2 separate regions of the Mus musculus genome follow, and region 2 is linked to region 1. A link is a contact called in public capture Hi-C data. All regions are on one chromosome and are shown on one strand. The core of a region is the stretch at or near the end of the contact, and the rest is flanking DNA. Distances in the headings are between cores, read along the strand shown. Region 1 has its middle 33 kb from the start of Gm38825. Region 2 has its middle 4.7 kb from the start of Gm22425.

What was found. Capture Hi-C pulls out chosen DNA fragments and counts their contacts.
Region 2: a contact with region 1 is called in a capture Hi-C map of embryonic stem cells, with 2.3 times the contacts expected there. The contact joins two enhancer-like sites. A contact is called at or near these places in 1 of 39 promoter capture datasets (pre-B cells), 1 of 115 datasets of contacts at active chromatin or transcription factors (embryonic stem cells) and 1 of 9 other capture datasets (embryonic stem cells).

Annotation. Positions count from the first base shown.
Region 1 is chr6:67,217,042-67,223,125 of GRCm38.p6, reverse strand. No RefSeq gene overlaps it. Among named protein-coding and RNA genes, the nearest start is that of Gm38825, 33 kb to the right of the region's middle. Within about 2 kb of position 2,980, at least 8 of the 459 cell types and tissues checked have an H3K27ac peak or open chromatin away from gene starts, as enhancers often do. A contact at or near this core is called in embryonic stem cells, where this site is marked.
Region 2 is chr6:67,784,785-67,790,868 of GRCm38.p6, reverse strand. It overlaps Igk. Among named protein-coding and RNA genes, the nearest start is that of Gm22425, 4.7 kb to the left of the region's middle. Within about 2 kb of position 3,303, at least 3 of the 459 cell types and tissues checked have an H3K27ac peak or open chromatin away from gene starts, as enhancers often do. A contact at or near this core is called in embryonic stem cells, where this site is marked.

The DNA.
Region 1 (6,084 bases), core at 1,731-4,230:
TGCAATTTGACTAGCAGTTTACTCAAGCGTCTGCCAAATGACTTCCCCACTATGATGGACTGTACCCTCAAACTGAGAGCCAAAGTCCATTCTCCTTTAAGTTACTTTGATCAGAGAATTTTATAACAGCCTTAGGGTAAAGTAACTGATATGAACTTGATTATCCATGCTGAGATATTTTTCTTCTGAGAATATATGGCAGAACAAGGGTTGAGTTGATGACAGATCCAAAGTGCTGGGTTTTAATTCAAATAATCTTATTTCCTCTACTCAATTAATAGGCTTCTAAATACCACAAGTGAAAATGTTTATCTTGGAGTTATATGGAGTGCTGCCAATATTTTAACTATTATATTGAACTATTTAACTTTAAAAATCAAACAAACAAATATGTATTTGTTTTACCATCAGGAAATAAGAAAGATGTTAAAGTTAAAGGGGGAAAGTGGAGGCATTTCGTGGACGCCGCAAGTGGAGAACGTATGTGAGAGCAGACCCAGAGGGGAGCTGGGCGGACCTGTCAGAGTGTTAGAATTTGAGCTTTGGTCTTTTGGACCCAGGATCTTGAAATGAAATAGTGATTCCTGTCCTGTAAACTGTAAGGTTTATATAGGAATCTTGGAAACAATGGGAACAAGACTGAATTATACCAGGCTTTTGGGTATTATGGACCACTCTGAAGTGTGTGGACTGCTCAAAACCCTCCTGGCTTTGCCTTCATTGAATTTGAAGATCCCTCAAATTTGAGATGCTGCTGCTGCTGAAAAGGGAAGTGGAAATTATGGCCCGCCTCTCTCTTGGCGTTGCTGCCCTTGATGTGATCACCGCAGGAGGATGACTCCACCTGAGCACAGATCTCCAAGAAGGAGAAGGTTCTACCAAAGCCAGAGCAGGTCACTTTCTTTTTTCTTTCTTTTTTTTTTTTTTTAAGGTTTATTTACTTATTATATGTAAGTACACTGTAGCTGTCCTCAGACACTCCAGAAGAGGGCATCAGATTTTGTTTCGGATGGTTGTGAGCCACCATGTGGTTGCTGGGATTTGAACTCAGGACCTTTGGAAGAGCAGTCGGCGCTCTTAACCACTGAGCCATCTCACCAGCCCCCAGCAGGTCACTTTCTAGAGATAAAAGAGACAGGTCTCCATCTAGTAAGAGAAATCACAAGCCATCTCTGGATCCTTCTCAAGGTCTCATAGCTGATTTAGGTCAAATGAAAGAAATAAAAGACCAGTTTGCAAAGGAAGTGGTGTACAAGAAGTACTTTCATTGACAGGAGTATGTATAAGAAATTAAAGTTTTGAGATAAGCTTGGTACATTTTAAAGATGTTCTAGTTGTTCAAATTTGTTTTGTCTTTCAGAAAAGTGACACGCAAAACAATATGATTATAGTTTCGAATGGATTATATGAGACATACGATAGCAAGAATTGTTACTTTACGATGTTCCCTTGAGCAAGATTGAATTTGCTTTGAACTTTAGTTTTTCTGAAATAAACCCAGACTCTGCCCAGTTAAAGTGTGATGTACTGATGATATAGAAACCTCTGGCGGAGTTTGACTAAAGCTGTAGTTCCTCTAGTAGCTGAGACACGGTGTGGTCCTGTGGATGAATTGATAAGCAGTCTTTAGAGGCTGCTGTGAACACAAGGCAACAGGGAAAGGGTAGGAACGGCACCCAGAAGGTTTTCAAAGCGGTTCCCTCCTGGTTGAGGAGCTGCTGTACATTGTAGAGTTGAACTTTTGAGTTACCGTGCAAGATTTATTTTCATACTGTCATTTGAAATATGTTTGTGAGAATCCTTGGGTTAAAGTTTTGGTTGCAAATTGTTGTTTAACTTAAAAGCCTGTTTTCTCTTGCACACAAATCTGTGAACTTGGTATCAAGTCCAGGTATAGCATTCCTATTAGAAGCCATATTTGTATTTTCTTGTAAAGTGCTTTTGAATTAATAAAACACTAGCATAACCATGTAGTAGTCAGTTGAGCGAACCCACTGCTGCCATGTTCTTATCCTTGGGGGAAAAGAGGGAAAATGGAAAAACCAAAGAAACATGGAATGGGGAAAATTCATTTAGATTGTCTTTAAGCAAGCTGATAAGTTACTTGTGTAGAAAATCAGATCAGCCCCTCCCCTTCCCCACAGGGTTTCCTTGTGTAGCCCTGGCTATCCTAGAATTCACTCTATAGATCAGGCTGGCCTCAAACTGACAGAGATCCACCTCCCAGTGCTGGGATTAAAGGCATGCACCACACTTCCTGGCTTGCAGATCCTTATTGTGAATTCCTATCTGGTTGAAGGTTGACCTCTGTGTCTGCAGCATGTGGTCTGTGTGCTGAACAGACATAGAACTTAGGGATGCTAGCTTGTTTCAGAGATCAGACTGGATTACATTAGATAAGACATCTCATACACTTTTAAATATCTATCTGTCTGTTTTAGGATTTTATTGCTGTGAAAAGACACCATGATCAAGGCAACTTTTACGATCAAGGCAACTCTTATAAAGGACAACATTTAATTAGGGGTGGCTTACAGCTTCTGAGATGTAGTCCATTACTGTCATGGCAGGAAACATGGCAGAGAGAAGGCAGGCATGGTCCTGAAGAAGGAGCTGATAGTTTTACATCTTGATCAGAAGACATCAGAAGGAGATTGTATCTTATACTGGAATTAGCTTGAGCACATATAACCTCAAAGCCTGCCTTCACAGTGACACACTTCCTTCAGTAAGGCCACACCTCCTAACAGTGTCATTCTCTATGACCAAGCATTCAAATGTCGCTACCGTCTCCGACCAGCAGAAAAGAAGCGACGAAACCGACGTCCTTCTCAAGGCAGTTTATTCAGAAACTTCACAATGTGCAGGAAAAAGAATGCCCCGACCTCTCTCGGCCATTCCCCTTTATCCCCTCCAGTCCACTCCCCCTCACCCCAGTCCACATAGGCACAGTTCATTGGCTCAGGACTGCATTCGTCACATCATCCGATCTTATGTCGTGGTGCATCTGTGCAATGCAGCTCAAGGTACGTGGCTATCTTGAGATATGAGGAAGTCAGGTGACAGTCATAAGACTTGGCAGCAGTCCTGGGCGCCATCTTGGGGCCGCGGCCACACCAGCTCCTCACATTTAAACATATGAATCTATGGGGACATGCCCATTCAAACTAACACACTCCACTCCCTAGTCCCCGTACGCTTGTAGCCATAACATAATGCAAAATGCATTTAGTCCAACTTTAAAAATCCCCATAGTCTGTCATAGACTCAACAATGTTTAAAAGTCCAGAGTTTAAAGTCTCTTCTGAGATTCACATAATCTCTTAACTGTAGTCTGCAGACACATCCCTAGTTGCAGCAGCTTTCCGTAGTTACAGAAGAAAATTTCATAATCCCTTTCTTCTCTCCTTGATTCTAAAGCCAGAACCATGTGACTGAAGCTACCAAGTTCTGTTGCTTGCTGGGGCTGAAACATGACCCCATCATTCAATTACATCTTCACCAGCTTTCAGTTTTGATGGTTTCCGTCTCTGCTTAACATTGGCAGTCACAGAGTTTGCTCTGTAGGTCAGGTTGGCTTTGAACTCAGAGATCTGCTTGCCTCTGTCTCCATAGTTCTGGGATTAAAGGTGTATACCACCCATGCTTAGACCTAAGCTTTTCTTTAATTCCTTTCCACAAATTGAATGCTTAGCTGGGTGGGATAGAGTCCTGAAGTCACCTCTCCCTTAATTCTACTTAATGTCTTTAATCTGTTTATCTCCTTGAACACAGGATTTAGTTTCATTCTACCTCCTGGTGCCACTTTCATCCTTGAACCATACATTTTGTATTTTTCCTTGCTCAGCTTGCTCTGTTTCATCTAAATACTCTTCATAAGAGTGAAGCACAGGACAAAGTCTGTACTAGACCATTTTGAGATTTCCTTTGCCGATGCAAAATTAATCTAAATCTTCTCACCTGAGCCTCAGGCAGACAAAGGCAAAAAAAAAAAAAAAAAAAAAAAAAGCAGATATTCCTCATCAAAACATCACAAGAATGATCTTTAGGCAACATACTAAAATTCTTCTCTGAACTTTTTGAGCCAGGCCCCCAGTTCAAATCACCCTCAGGCTTCCATGCTTCTACTGGTATGGCCTGTTAAGCTGTGCTTAAAGAAAGCATTCAGCTGCTTTTCTAACTCAGTGCACCAACATCCACATTCCTTCAAATGAAAGCAAGGACAGGCCTATTGCAGCAATACCCCAATACCTGGTACCAACTTCTGTCTTAGGGTTTATTGCTGTGGAAAAAACACCATTACCATGATAACTGTGGTAGTTTGAATAGGTATAGCCCCATAGATTCAAGGGTTTGAATGCTTGGCCCATAGGGAGTTGTGCTATTAGGAGATGTGACCTTGTTGGAGTGGGTGTGGCCTTGTTGGAGGAAATGTGTTGCTGTGGAGGTGAGGCTTTGAGGTCTCCTATGTTCAAACTACACCCAGTGTGGTACACAGTATTTCCTTGCTGCTTGCAGATCAACATGTAAAACTCTCACTTCTCCAGCATCATGTGTGGTGCCATGTTCCCTGCCATGAAAATAATGGACTAAACCTCTGAAACTATAAACCAACCCCCAATTAAATATTTTTCGTTATAAAACTTGCCATGGTTATGGTATCTCTTCACAGCAATAAAACCCTAATAAAACAGCAACTCTTGCCGGGTGGTAATGGCACACGCCTTTAATCCCAGCACTCGGGAGGCAGAGGCAAGCAGATTTCTGAGTTCGAGGCCAGCCTGGTCTACAGAGTGAGTTCTAGGACAGCCAAAGTACACAGAGAAACCCTGTCTCGAAAAACCAAAAACCAACCAAACAAACAAACAAAAAACCCAGCAACTCTTATAAAGGAAAACATTTAATTGGTGCTGGTCTATAGTTTCAGAGGATTAGTCCATTATCATCATGGCAAAAAGCATAGCAGTGTGCAGGCAGACATGGTGCTGGAGAAGGAGCTGAGAGTACTATATCCCGTTCTGCAGGCAACAAGAAGTGAACAGGTTTGTTTCTGAGATCTCAAAGCTCACCACAGTGATGCACCTCCTCCAACAAAGCCACACCTACTCCAACAAGACCACACCTCTAAATAGTGCTGCTCACTATGGGTCTATCAGGGCCATCTTTATTCAAACCACTACATTCCACTCCTTGGTCCCCATAGGCTCATGCCATATCATAATGTAAAATTGTATTTATTCCAACTTCAAACACCCTTATCTCAATCCTGTTTAAAATTAGTTCAAATTCCTAGATATATTCTGAAATTCATGCAATCTCTTAACTCTAATTTTCCACAAAACAAAAATTAATAGGCAGATCTCATACTTTCAACATATACAGGCACAGGATATTTATTGCCATTCTAAATCGGAGGAAAGGGAACCTGGTGAGGAAATACTATTCCAAAGCGAGACCAAAAACCAGCTGGGCAAACTCCAAACTCTGCATCTCCACATACGATGTCAAAGTGCTCTTCAGATTTCCGACTCCTTTCAGCTTTGTTGACAATAGCATACTTCTCCTTCTCAGGCTGGTTCCACTCCTGTTAGGAGCTCTCCTTGGCAGGTATCCCATCACTCTGGCATCTCCAACATCTTGGGGTCTCTAAGACAATTTAAGTTTCACCTTCACAGCTTCACACAATGGCCTCTCTAGGCCTCCAAGCACAGACACCCCTGACCTAGCCTCAGCAGCTTCCCTAATGGAGGAGGAAGATCGCATAATCCCTCTCTTCTATCCTTGACTAAAACCAGAACCATGTGGCTGAAACTGCCAAGTACTTCTGTTTGTTGCGGCTGGAGCATGCCTCTCCTTGTTCAATTACATCTTCACCAGCTTTCTGTTTTCAACAGTTTCTTTCTCTGCTTAAACTTGGCTTACAAAACGGTTTCTTTCTAAAACTTGCTCTGCAGAGTAGGCTGGCCCCAAACTCAGAGATCTGCCTGCCTGTCCCTCCAGAGTGCTGGGATTATAGGAGAACACCATCACACTTGGCTCTAAGTTTTTCTCTTTCTTTTTCTTTTTCTTTTTCTTTTTAAAGAT
Region 2 (6,084 bases), core at 2,054-4,553, 570 kb before region 1:
AACCACTTGTATGTCTCCAAAGAATGAATTTCTTTTTCAAAGATTTAAAATTATAGATGTTATTTCTTTTTATTTAAGGCATTTTTATTAGATATTTTCTTCATTTACATTCTAATTTAGGCACTTTATATTTTGAATAATATATTTCAAAGGTATACTGGGTTAATATAGAAGAATATCCTGCTGTCAGGGAATATACAAGAGAAAAGAAACTATTAGATCTTTCAAAACTCAATGAAATAGTTTTGACTGGTTAATAATATTACGTGTTCCCCTTGTTTAAATTAGACATTTCTTGAAATTGAAAGGACAGTTGTTCATAACCATTTGTATTGAGTTAAAACATAAGATTTTACAACTTTAACTTTGCTAGCTAGAGTCCAAAGAAAGGAAATACACAGTAGATGCACATATAACACCTTGATCTCAAGAAACTGTGTCACTTGAAGTTCTGACTCAATGTGAAGATGGAGGTACTATCATACTTACCAACTAAATGGGTACAACTTTTGCTAAGTTTTGGATCCTCTGTATGTTTCCCTTTTCTATCAGTTGAGACAATTTCCCATATTTTCTAAACATGAAGGATTAACTAGTGTTGATAGTATTGAGTACTATAACAGAAACACTGCTATATTCATTTTTTGTTCTTGAACAATAACTGGACAGGAGCCTTGCTGTCTGCATGTAGGTCCCAGTCTCCAAATAAGTTATGGTGCAGAAATGTTTGTGAATCCTTATAACCCAAATATTGAATACCACAGATCACAAATCTATGTGTTTTTTTAGGACTGTCCAACCTTATTCATCCTCAGGACAAATCCCATCTATGCAGTCTTCAGAACTTTGTCCTAAGCCAGGGTTCCCTTGGGGTCATTTAGCAACTAACTACGGAAGGTGCTATAATGTTGCAGCATGAGTCAGAATAAGCTGATTTTCCAAGGGCCTGGATTTGAGTCATGTGTGAGAACAAACATCTAGTCATAAGGCAGCTTCGTCACTATACAGAGCACCACCCCCATCAGGGTATGACACAACAGCTTTTAGATGGATCCATAGTAATGCTACCTTCTCTGCTTCTTCTCTGAGCTCTCTTTCTATTGATATATAACTTTTCCCACATGATACAGGTTATGAGGAAGATTCACTCAGGATACTTTTAGTGGATGTTAATAGGCAGATGACAGTTACTTTCAACTTAAAACAAGTGAATCATTAGTATGCGGGGCATCTGGTATCTGGATTCTTACCACACCCCCTTCAATGATATGTGCAAATATGAAGGGAATTCCAGAAACACTCAACTTTTCTTTATCATTAGGCCGTAGATTGCATTAAATTCTAAATAATTTTGTTTTTTGGATTGTACCTTCCTATGAAAGTGTGTGTTGATGGTATAACAGTGAGTATTGCTGCCTTTTTAAAAATTTTTATTGCTCATTTTATTTATTTACTCTCAAATGTTGTCCCCTTTCCCAGTTTCTCCTCTACAAGCCCCCTATTCCTTCCTGCCTCTCCCTGCCTCTATGAGAGTGCTCTTCCACCTGCCATTCCAAGCTGTCTAATCAGCCTAGTGTCTGCCTATTCTGGGTAATCAAGCCTCCACTAGACCAAGAGGCTCTACTCCTAGTGATACCAAATGAGGCAGTCCTCTACTACATATCTAGCTGGAGCTGTGGGTATCCCCTGTGTACTCTTTGGTTGGTGATTTAGTCCCTGGGAGCGTTGGTGGGTCTGGTTGGTTGATGTTGTTCTTCCTATGAGTATGCAAAATCCTTCAGCTCCTACTGTCCTTTCCCTAACTTCCCTCATAGGGGTCCCACACTCAGTCCAATGTCTGGCTGTGTACCACCACATCTGTATTGGTCAGGATCTGGCAGAGCCTCTCAGGAGACAACTGTATCAGGCTCCTATCAGCAAGCATTTCTTGGCATCTGCAATAGTGTCTGGGCTTAGTGTCTGCATGTGAGATGGATACCCTGGTGGGGCAGTCTCTGGATGGCTTTTCCTTCAGTCTCTGATCCATTCTTTGCCCCTGTATTTCCTTTAGACAGGAGCAACACTGGGTTAAAATTTAGGAGATGGGTGGGTAGACCCACCCCTCAACCAAGGGGCCATGCCTAACCTGTGGATATGGTCTAGACAGGTTCTCCCTCCCATTTGTGGGGTATTTCAGCAAATGTCATCCTTGTGGGGTCCTGAGAGGCTCTTGCTTTCCCAGCATCTGGGACTTTCTGGTGGCTACATCCAGCTCCCCATCCCCCATCGCTATACATCTCTGTTCAATTTTCTGACCCTCTTTACATCTCCTCCTTCTCACCCCATACTTGATTATTACCTTCTTTTAATTCTCCCCCTCTTCTCTTCCTCCCAAGTCCCTCCCCCCTTTACTTCACTTAATTATTCTGTTCCCCCTTTTAACTAGTACTGAAGCATCCACACTTTGGTCTTCCTTCTGCTTGAGTTTCATGTGCTCCATGAGTTGTATTGTGGTTATTCCACACACTTTGCCAAATATTCACTTATCGGTGAGTACATACCATGTGTGGTCTTATGATTTATGACTGAGTAATCTCACTCAGAATGATATTTTCTAGATGCATTGATTTGCCTGTGAATTTTATGAAGTCATTTTAATAGCTAAGTAGATTTCAATTGTGTAAATGTACCACATTTTCGGTATCTATTTCTCTGCTGAGGGACATCTGGGTTGTTTCCAGCTTCTGGTTATTATAAATATGGCAGCTATGAGCATGGTGGGGCATATGTCCTTGTTATATGTTGGAGTATCTTTTGGGTATATACCCAGGAGTGGTATAGCTGGGTCCTCATGTAGTACTATGTTCAATTTTCTGAGGAACTGCCAGCCTGACTTCCAGAGTGGTTGTACCAGCTTGCAATCCTACCAGCAACAGAGGAGTGTTTCACCTCTGCTCATGTGTTCTAGGATTTTCCACATGTTCTCTTCTATTTGATTCATTGTAAATAGTTTTATATAGAGGTAATTGATCCACTTAGACTTGAACTTAATACAGAGACATAAGAATGGATCAATTTGCATTCTTCTACTTGCTGACCTTCAGTTGAACCAGCACCATTTGTTGAAAATGCTGTCTTTTTTCCACTGGATGATCAAGTGAACACAGGTGTGTGGGTTCATTTCTGAGTTTTCAGTTCTATTCCATTGATCTACCTGCCTGTCACCATGCCGATTTTATCACAACTGCTCTGTAGTACAGCTTGAGGTCAGAAATGTTGATTCCCTAAGATGTTCTTTTATTGTTGAGAATAGTTTTCACTATCCTGGGTTTTTGTTATTCAAAATGTGTTGGGGCCAGCCTGCAGCGCTCATGTCTGGTTTGGAGCCTGGAAGGCATCTTGAAACTGGAAGAGAAGAGGGAATCTAGGGGGGATGAGAAAAAATGGAACCAAGACAACTAGTCTGCTCAAGGTTCAAAATTTTAATGGCGGACACGCTTTATAAAGGAGAGGGGAAAGCCCATTCCCGCCAAATCATCCTTGGAGCCTTGCTGCAGGTGACCAAGTGTAGGATCAATGTAGGTAGGCCGACTCCCAGGAGGTAGTAGCAGCGGCAGTGGCTGAACAATAGAGTGATCCAGAGAGGCAGGCTCCACCCTAATTAATCTCCTTAGTAGCAACAAAGTCAAGGTCTGGTTCAGCCTGCTTCAGGCTTGTGGGAAACTACACAAATGAATTTTAGAATTGCTCTTTCTAACTCTATAAAGAATTGAGTTGGATCAGATCACATTGAAGTGTGCATTTATTTCTGGGTCTTCAATTCTATTGCACTGATCTACCTTTCTATCTATGTATTAATGCCATGCTTTTTTAAAAAAAATCACTGCTCTGTAATACAGCTTGAGTTCAAGGAAGGTGATTCCACCAGAAGTTCTCTTGTTGTTGAGAATTGTCACTAATCTAGGTTTTTTGTTATTCCGGATAATTTGGAGAATTTCTCTTTCTACCTCTCTGAAGAATTGTGTCGGAATTTTGATGGGGTTTTCGTTGAATCTGTAGATTGCTTTCAGCAATACAACCATTTTTAATATATTAATCTTGCCAATCCATGAGCATGGGAGATCTTTCCATTTTCTAAGGTCTTCTTTGATTTCTTTCTTCAGAAGCTTGAAGTTCTTGTCATACAGATCTTTCGCTTGTTGGGTTAGAGTCACACCAACATATTTTATATTGTTTGTGACTATTATGAAGGGTGTAGTTTCCCTAATTTCTTTCTCAGCCCCTTTATCCTTTGTATATATGAAGGCTACTGATTTGTTTGAGTTAATTTTATATCCAGCCACTTTGCTCAAGTTTGGGGTCACTTATGTATACTATCATATCATCTGCAAATAGTGTTATTTTGAATTCTTTCTTTCCGATTTGTATCCCTTTGACCTCCATTTGTTGTCTAATTGTTCTGGCTAGAACTTCAATTGCTATATTGAATAGACAGGGAGTGAGTGGGCAGACTTATTTCGTCCCTGATTTTAGTGGAATTGCTTCAAGTTTCTCTCTACTTTCTTTGATGTTGGCTACTGGTTTGCTGTATATTGCATTTACTATGTTTAGGTATGGGCCTTGAGTTCCTGATCCTTCCAAGACGTTTACCATGAAGGGGTGTTGAATTTTGACAAGTGCTTTCTGAGCATCTAATGAGATGATCATGTGTATTTTTTTCCTTAGAGTTTGTTTATGTAGTGGATTACATTAATGGAATTCTGTATATTTAAGCATACCTGTATTCCTGGGTTGAACCATACTTGATTGTGGTGAATGATTTTTTTGATGTGTTCTTGGATTCGGTTTGTAAGAACTTAATTGAGTATCCTTGCATTGATACTAATAAAAGAAATTGGTCTGAAGTTCTCTTTCTTTGTTGGGTCTTTGTGTTGTTTTGGTATCAGCATTAATTGTGGATTCATAGAACAAATTGGGTGGTGGTCTTTCTGTTTCTATTTTGTGAAATAGTTTGAAGACTATTGGTATTAGGTCTTTGAAGAACTCAGAATTCTGCACTTAAAACCATCTGGTCCTGGGCTTTTTTTGTTGGAAGACTTTTAAAGATGACTTGTATTTCTTTAGAGGTTATGGGACTATTTAGATTGTTTATCTGATCCTGATTTAACTTTGGCACCTGGCATGAGTCTACAAAATTGTCCATTTCGTCCAGGTTTTCTAGTTTCGTTTAGTAAGGCTTTTGTAGTAGAATCTGATAAGTTTTTGATTCTTGACAGTTTCTTTTGTTATATTTCCCTTTTCATTTTTGATTTTGTTAATTTGGATACTGTATGTCATCTTGTTAGTCTGGTTAAGGGCTTATCTATCTTGTTGATTTTCTCAAAAACAAAACAAAACAAAACAAAACAAAAAAACAGCTACTGGTTTGGTTGATTCTTTGTATAGTTCTTTTCTTTCTACTTGGTTCATTTCAGCCTTGAGTTTGATTATTTCCTGCCATCTATTCCTCTTGGGTGAATTTGCTTCTTTTTGTTCTACAGCTCTCAGGTGTGCTGTCAAGCTGCTAGTGTGTGCTCTCTCCAGTTTCTTTTTAGAGGAACTCAGAGCTATGGGGTTTCCTCTTAGTGCTGCTTTCATTGTGACCCATAGTTTGGGTATGATATACCTTCATTTTCATTAAATTCTAAAAATAAAAGTCTAATTTCTTTTTTTATTTCTTCCTTGAATAAGTTATCATCGAGTAGAGCATTTCTCAGCTTCCAGGTGTATGTGGGCTTTCTATTATTTTTGTTGTTATTGAAGACCAGCCCTAGTCTGTGGTGATCTGATAGGGTGCATGGCATTATTTCAATCTTCTGATATCTGTTGAAGCCTGTTTTATGACCAATTATATGGTCAGTTTTGGAGAAGGTACCATGAGGTGCTAAGAAGAAGGTATATTCTTTTGCTTAAAGAAGAAATGATACAAATATCTGTTAATTTCATTTGTTTCATAAATTCTGTTTGTTTCACAGTGTCTCTGCTTAGTTCCTGTTTCCATAATTTGTCAATTGCTGAGAGTGGGGTGTTGAATTCTCCCACTGTATGAGGTGTAGTGTGTGCTTT